Linked DNA regions of Urocitellus parryii: region 1 is linked to region 2. The links are chromatin contacts, called in public Hi-C maps. All regions are on one chromosome and are shown on one strand. The core of a region is the stretch at or near the end of the contact, and the rest is flanking DNA. Distances in the headings are between cores, read along the strand shown.

Region 1 (3,703 bases), core at 293-2,792, 310 kb after region 2:
GTGCCTGTGGACAGACATGATGGGGGTTGGGGTGTGGCTAAGGGAGTGAAGAACAGTAGATGCAAAGGTGGTGATGGTGATGTGCATCCCAGGTAAATTATTTGAGAAAGTGCTGGATTTGGGGCAGAATAAGAGCATAAGAGTGGCCAGAAAGAAGGCATAGGACTGGATTTGGGACAAGCCAACAAAAGAATACCATGGATACCAATCTGTAAAGAGGCACTGAAAAAAAATATGATGCCCATGACCTCGGTCATTTGTAACTCCTTACATAACTTTCAAAACCTAAATGGGTCTTATTCCTCTGAGGTAAGACGGTGCCCTCGAATGTTAATTTAATAATTCTCCTGGCTAACAATTCCAATTATGTTATATTTGGTGCATGTAATAAATTATTTATTTTTAACATAAAGAGGTTTGTAATTCTTATTAATAGAAAGTCAGGTTCCCTTCAATCCCATGCTGAACAGATATTTAAAGAAAATTGTCCTATTTACTCATTACCAAATTATTAGCTTTCTGACAATGCATGTATTTCTTCAACAAGTTCCAGATGGAAGCCTCTAGGTCCCCTCTCCCAGGTAAAAATGGGACGGTTCTATTTGGCTATGTGAGCTGAGTACGATTTCTGTGGATGCCCAAAGGAGACTGTATTCAATGAAGTTATGTGTCAGGCATCCCAGATACATTATTTGGATTATTTGGTAGTCTTGACTTTCCCTGCCTTAGGGCCACCATATTCTCCTGAATATTTCCATACATCAGGGACTTCCACATTCTATACCTCCTTTGTATGTTGAACAGGCCTGTAAATCTGGTGTTCAGAAATAATCTATGATGACTGACCTCAAAGTTATGTGTAAACTTTAAATCATTGCTATGAGTATTGACTATTTTTGCAGCAATTCTTCTCTTCTTGGCTGTTGGACCTGAGCGAATGATTAAACCTTTCTGGGCCTCCCTTTCCTCATGGGAAATAGTAATAACGTTCATTTCTTCTTTATAGCTTTGAGTTGATGAATACATAATAAAGATGTAGTGTTTAGTACAGCCCTGATAGCATAGTAAACACTGGTCCATGCATCCTTCGGTGAGGGTTCTAAGTTTTCACCTATACTTATCTCAGGTTCAGGGTTCCAGAACTTGCTAGAGGCGGGCGTTGTGCAGAGGAAGGCAGGTAGTGCGAGCTGTCAGAGTGGAAAAGTCCGAAGGCAGTTGGATCTGGTGGTGTGCAACGGGGACTGAGAGGCCTTCGGACCTCAGTTAGCTCGGCGACCTCAATCAAGGGACAGAACTGTCCAAGGCTCCCTGCGGCGATTGCTTTTCTTCTCCTGGATTCCCGCTTTGGCTTAGCTCCGCCCTCTTCTCCTAGGGGTTGAAGGCCGGACACTGACGCCGACGCGGTTGCTTAGCGACACCCTTTTCCCAAGATGCCTAGGGTGTTGTTTTTCTTAGCCAATCAGAGAGGCGAAGATACCTCCCCGTCTGCCAATAGGTTACGAGGCCGGGGCTGGCGACGGTTAAACGCTGCCCGCGGCCTGGGTGGCGGATCGGTTCCCTTTCCGGGACTCTGGGCTGCAGTGGCTGTGGCGCGACCTGCCGGGTCAGCGCGAGTCCGGCGGCGGCCCGGCCATGCCGTCCCGGGTGGAGGACTACGAAGTGCTGTACACCATCGGCACGGGCTCCTATGGCCGCTGCCAAAAGATCCGGAGGAAGAGCGACGGCAAGGTGAGCGCGGGGCCCGGCGTGTCCCGGCTCCCGCTGAGGTTTCGGTAGCCCGGGGCGAGGGCCCTGCGCGAAGGAACCGACGGGCCCTTGGTGGTGGGTGCCGGCAAGTCTCGGCTGTCGGTCTCCCCGGGGTCTGCGATTGACAGATTGACAGCTTATCCTGGATGGTTCAAGAGATGGGAGGCTGCGTCTTTTCTTTTTATATAATACATATTTCCGGTTTTTGTTCGTTATTTTCTGTCCCGTTTCCTCCCTTTCTCCAGCTTTGGCTTGCTCCTGTTTTTCCGTCGGTGGCAGCTAACTCAGTCCTGAGCTATTTTTAGATGAGAGTAGGACCCATGTGCCATGGAGGGGCAGGACCACCAGGCCAGAAGCTTTGTATCTGCAGTCAAAACTCATTTAAAACACCCATCAGTCCGGTTAGCAGACTCCTCTTTCCCCATGCGTTTAGGTAGAGCTTGTGCAGAAAGAAACATTGGAGAGGAACTGCCTGACCGATTGGAATAGTCAGGGACTTTGGATACCCGTCCCCTGACTGTGACCAAAGTACTTTTTGGCCAATTTCCTATTAAGCAACTGAGAATAAGGGGTTGAGGGAGTCCTCTTGTGCCTCATCCGCCTCCCTCCCCCTGTAGCATCATTTACTGCTTAAAAAGTAGAGGAAGATTATGGCAATAAACTCTGGGCTCATGAAGTTTATTTAACTACATAACATGATCATGACTTTGGATTGTGGAATATGTTTAAATAGGAGGCAATTTTTTTTTTTTTTCGTTTTTGGAACTTCCATTCATTGTTTTGAGCATAACAAATTCATTCATACCTCGGACATTTTCTTATTTCAGATATTAGTTTGGAAAGAACTTGACTATGGCTCTATGACAGAAGCTGAGAAACAGATGCTTGTTTCTGAAGTGAATTTGCTTCGTGAACTGAAACATCCAAACATTGTGCGCTATTATGATCGAATTATTGACAGAACCAATACAACGCTGTACATTGTAATGGAATACTGTGAAGGAGGGGACCTGGCTAGTGTGATTACAAAGGGAACCAAGGAAAGGTAATTATAATCTTCCATTTTTTAAATGTCAGCTCTGCCATTTATTGCCTATATAATCATTTTAAATTAATTCTTTTTTTCTCATAATTATAAATAATAGTGGGAAATATAATATTAGATGTACGCTGAAAAGGGGTCTAGTTTTGTTGCTGTTAAGAATCTTATGTTAGGATCAGGGGCAAAGTACTTAGTAACATAGAAGAGTGTTCTTGTATTTGGTGGGTCCGTGGTACTTTAGAAAAATCACTGGTGAATCAATACCCATATTTTGCATCAAGTAATTATTTCTCTATTAGTATACAAGAAAAACTAGATAATTCACATCATTCCTTATTTGTAATGATATATTCAGACATTATATGCCGTAAAAATGTTTTGGTTTCAGACAATACTTAGATGAAGATTTTGTTCTTCGAGTGATGGCTCAGTTGACTCTAGCCCTGAAGGAATGTCACAGAAGAAGTGATGGTGGTCATACTGTGTTACATCGGGATCTGAAACCAGCCAATGTTTTCCTGGATGGCAAGCAAAACGTCAAACTTGGAGATTTTGGGCTAGCTAGAATATTAAACCATGATACGAGTTTTGCAAAAACATTTGTTGGTACACCTTATTACATGTCTCCTGTAAGTATTTCAGAATTTAGATGCTTTTTAATTCCTTAATGCTAAGCATTCAAATGCAAGGTTTATTGTTGGTTTCTTTGTATTTAGCCAAGAATTAATAATACTGTTTCATTTTAAGTTCCAAACTAACCACCTGACCCTTATATTCCTCTGTATCAACAATTCAATTTTTATTGAATTCAGTTTTTATTGAACTATTACCATGTTCAAAGCTCTGGAATTAACAAAGATGAAATGGGTTTTGTCTCTGCCTTCAAGAGCAACAGTGCTTTCTAAAGCATGGGTC
Region 2 (3,717 bases), core at 614-3,113:
GACAGTTGTGCAGATTTCAGTGAGTAACATATAATAATAAATGTCAGTGCCTACCGAATAACAATGAATATTTGTGAAGAGGAAAAAAGTAGACAGATTGCAGAATTAGGAGAAAATGTGTCACAAAACAGGCCGAATGGCTTTCCCAGGTTACACAAATAGTATGAAAATAGAACAGAAATCAAAAATCAGGCAGTTTAACTCCAAAGACAGTTAATCAATGTGTTGAGGACCACATGGCACAGAGGACTGCAGAGAACGGAAATTATTTAAGCAAGGTCCTAGAAGAGACAGAAAGAGAAGCATTTCGAGCGGAATTACAAAGATCATCTAAGAGGGAATTACAAAAGGATGGTAAAAAGTTTTAGATTGGAAGGACGAAGTTGAAAGACTGCACAGTCTGTTTCAACATCCTTTTCCTAGACCTAAATCCTTAAGTATAAATGTTCCCTTCCAAGATTCTTTTCTTTTAGCTTTCCACGTGGCTTTAAGGGGGAAGGAGGACCTCAGGATAGACATGATCTTTAAATGAGTGAGATTTCATTTCTGTCCAAAGGTGGTCAGTATAGACACAACACCCTTATGGGAAAGATTCGGGTTGGTGACACTTTTCCAAATCTGGGCTCAAATCTCTTATTGTCTGCGTTCTAACATATTAGCCCAAAGAACTGTGGAAAGTCAAGCTGGATTTCTACCCACTAACACGAGAATGCGTCTAACTTATACCGGGAACGGAGAACCCCCAAAATATGACGATCCCGTGTTTGGATCTTAGCTCTAGCATTGAAAAATATATGGAAGAGCCCCCTTCAATCTATGAACCGAGTTTATCTCTGGGGGACGTGGTGAGGGGGCATCTTTCACGCTACGGTTTAGAACGTTCGTGAACCAGGTAGTAATGGTGGGAGAATGAGAGTTCGCCCCTGCTGGAAGCAGATGTCCTGCCCTCCCTGCCTGACCGAGTTCCCTAACAGCGGATCATGGACGCTGGTGGGGTAACTGCAAATAGTTGGGATCGCTCAGGTTCTACCACAAACAAACGAAAGTGAGGCGACGATCGCCCGGGGTGGCCGAGAGAACGTCCCCCTCCCCCGAAACACACACACACACACACACACACACACACACACACACACACATGCATGCGTTTTCTAGTTAACGCGCGATATTGACGTAAGCAGCGAGGGGCCTCGGAGCCCAGCTAATTCAACGTCCTTCCTCCCTTCGGCCTACGTTACGATCCAAAAAAGCCCGATCCCGATTAAAAGTGTCGAGAGGGAAACAAAGTACAACTTTCTTCGGTATTTCTCCCTCACCTAATTCACTTTGGCCCTGGAGAAGTTGGAGCCTGGGAAACTAAACTGGAGTCGGCCCAGATCGAGGTGGAGTGTTTTGGGGGCGGTGAATCCCGCCAGCAAGGAGCAGCGGTTAAGACCGTTACTCACCATTTCTTAGGACGCCAAGCTGGGGCTGGCGGAGCACCGAATTGAAGAGCATCTGGACCTGAAGAAAGACTCGGCTGAGGAAAAAGCCGTGAAAATGCCCTCGAGTTCACTAGGAGCCGCAGCTTGCGCCCCTCACACCACCGCCCGTTATAGCCTCCAACTCCCGCCACTGTAAGCCCCGGCCGCCAAACTCCGCGCCAAACTGACGTCACGCTCTCTGATTGGCTCCCGCCGCAGCGTCGGGGCGCCTCAGAGTCACTTCCCCCTTCGAATCCCCGCCTCCTTTTCTCCCAGCCGCGGGAACCCAGAGTTCAGGAGCTCCCTGAGCGCCTGCGCGGGGGGCCCGCAGAGGCACCGGCGAACCGCGGGGTGACCAGGGCGCATGCGTAACACGGCTTGACAGAGCGCGGAGGAAAAATCCGCGAGAAGGCGGCGGGAGAAGATGGCGGTGCTGGGGCAGAGTTTGCAATCTTTCTGACTAGGCTAGTCGAGTAACTATTCGGGTCATGGCGTCAAACTCAACTAAGTCTTTTCTGGCAGATGCTGGATATGGCGAACAGGAATTGGATGCTAACTCTGCTCTTATGGAATTGGACAAAGGTATTCGAAAGAGCGGGCTGCTCGGGGGAAGTAGCGCCACCCTGTGGTGGTAGCTTCCGGAGAGGCAGGGAACGCGCATGCGCAGTGGTTTGCTGGGCGGGGCGCGCTAGTGATTTTGCAGGGGCGAGGATTTCTACTGCTTCGGGAGATTGCGGGAAGATTGTGGGACTGGCCTTGCACCATCTAAACAAGTAGGGAACTCTGGTGAACGGCCTTTTTTGACCACTTGAGGGCGCAGTCCCCTGATTTTCCAAACACTGAAAATGACTGGTTTCTAAAAACACTAAATTAAAATTGTGAAATTATTTTTTCGTACGTTTAGTTGAGGCTAGGTCTTCATCGAGAGTGCTGAACAATTTTGCACCGACTTTATAGTGATTTATTTTCTATAAATGTAAGCTTTGGATTACAATACAGGTGACATTAGTGCCAAGACCAATCAAAAAGCTTGGCCCTTGCAGGTTTCATTACAGACAAGTTCCACGAGTTCACTTTCCTTTCAGGGAGGGGCTTAGTGTAGTAAAGGGAGCTTTGGGTTTACTACTGAGCTGAATTCCAGTTCTGCTAATTTTGTGATCAGGGACAAGTCACCCAATTTTACCTAGTCTTCGTTTATCATCAGCAAAGCGGGTGCAGTACTACTGAACTGGCAAGAATGATTAAATGATAAAATGGTATGCAAAAGATGCACTTATTAAATGCTTACAGACATGCCTTCCTTTCTAGATATGGGTATGGAGGCAAGGATGGTAGATATTTATCCCTAAAGAATCAAGCATGAATATGAAACTCTTGTTTCAGTGAAGTACATTTTTATTTACTGGTATACACTTAATTCTTAATTACCTATTGCCAATTTTTAGTGAATTGGACTAGATCTGTTATTAAGTCCACTTATTTTTGTGTTGTGTGGTGCTGGGGCTTGAACCCTGAGCTATATACCCAACTCTATTAAGTTCACTTTGAGCCACATAGTTCTTTGACTTGGGCTTGCCTATTGAATTTTCATGGACTTTTTTGTTTTAACCTGTTAACATTTGTAGAGGATTAGTCTAGGTAGGAGTTTCTCAGACTTTTAAAAAAGCTTTTCACCTCCTTTTGATTACCATAAAAATCTCACAGTATCCCACTGGGATATTCCTTTAGCAATCACAATGTTTTTACTACATCCCCGTCCATCAAAAGATGTTGAGCTTTTCTTTTCTCATCAAACCTATAGGGTTTTTTCCTCCTGAAATATAAAGTTTTACTAAACATGTTTTTAAAATATTAAATCATCTTTTCTTCCCCAAAAGACCTTTTTGTCACTCTGGTCTAGCCAGGATTGTCCATGCTAATTAATAGGAGAGTGGTTGTCAAATAGAAATCAGAATGAAGCACTGAAAAAAAGAGAAATTGAGAATTGTTTAATTCCTATAAGTTTGCAGTTGTAATAATAATAATAAAAGGTCTTAGAACAACTTTTTCTTAAAGAAAAGTCGAAATAGAAATACTTCATATCTGTGAACCAGCCTAGGTGTCTATCAGCGGATGAATGGATAAAGAAAATGTGGTATTTTTATACAATGGAGTTTTATTCATCCATAAAGAAAAATGAAATTATGTCATTTGCAGGCAAATGGATGGAACTTGAGAACATTATATTAAGCAAAATAAGCTACACTTAAAACGT

Evidence for each region. A called contact is a pair of places that touch in the nucleus more often than the background predicts.
Region 1: a contact with region 2 is called in a Hi-C map of muscle, with 5 times the contacts expected there. The contact joins the promoter of Nek2 here to the promoter of Ints7 in region 2. A contact is called at or near these places in 2 of 2 Hi-C or Micro-C datasets (liver and muscle).

Annotation. Positions count from the first base shown.
Region 1 is chr9:107,136,226-107,139,928 of mUroPar1.hap1, forward strand. Nek2 (NIMA related kinase 2) reads left to right here and starts at 1,543. Exons shown (of 8, transcript XM_026387462.2): 1 at 1,543-1,728; 2 at 2,574-2,791; 3 at 3,177-3,417. The coding sequence starts at 1,633.
Region 2 is chr9:106,829,864-106,833,580 of mUroPar1.hap1, forward strand. It overlaps Ints7 (integrator complex subunit 7), which reads left to right and starts at 1,864. Exons shown (of 20, transcript XM_026387510.2): 1 at 1,864-2,045. The coding sequence starts at 1,952. Dtl (denticleless E3 ubiquitin protein ligase adapter) reads right to left here and starts at 1,497. Exons shown (of 14, transcript XM_026387473.2): 1 at 1,446-1,497. The coding sequence starts at 1,497.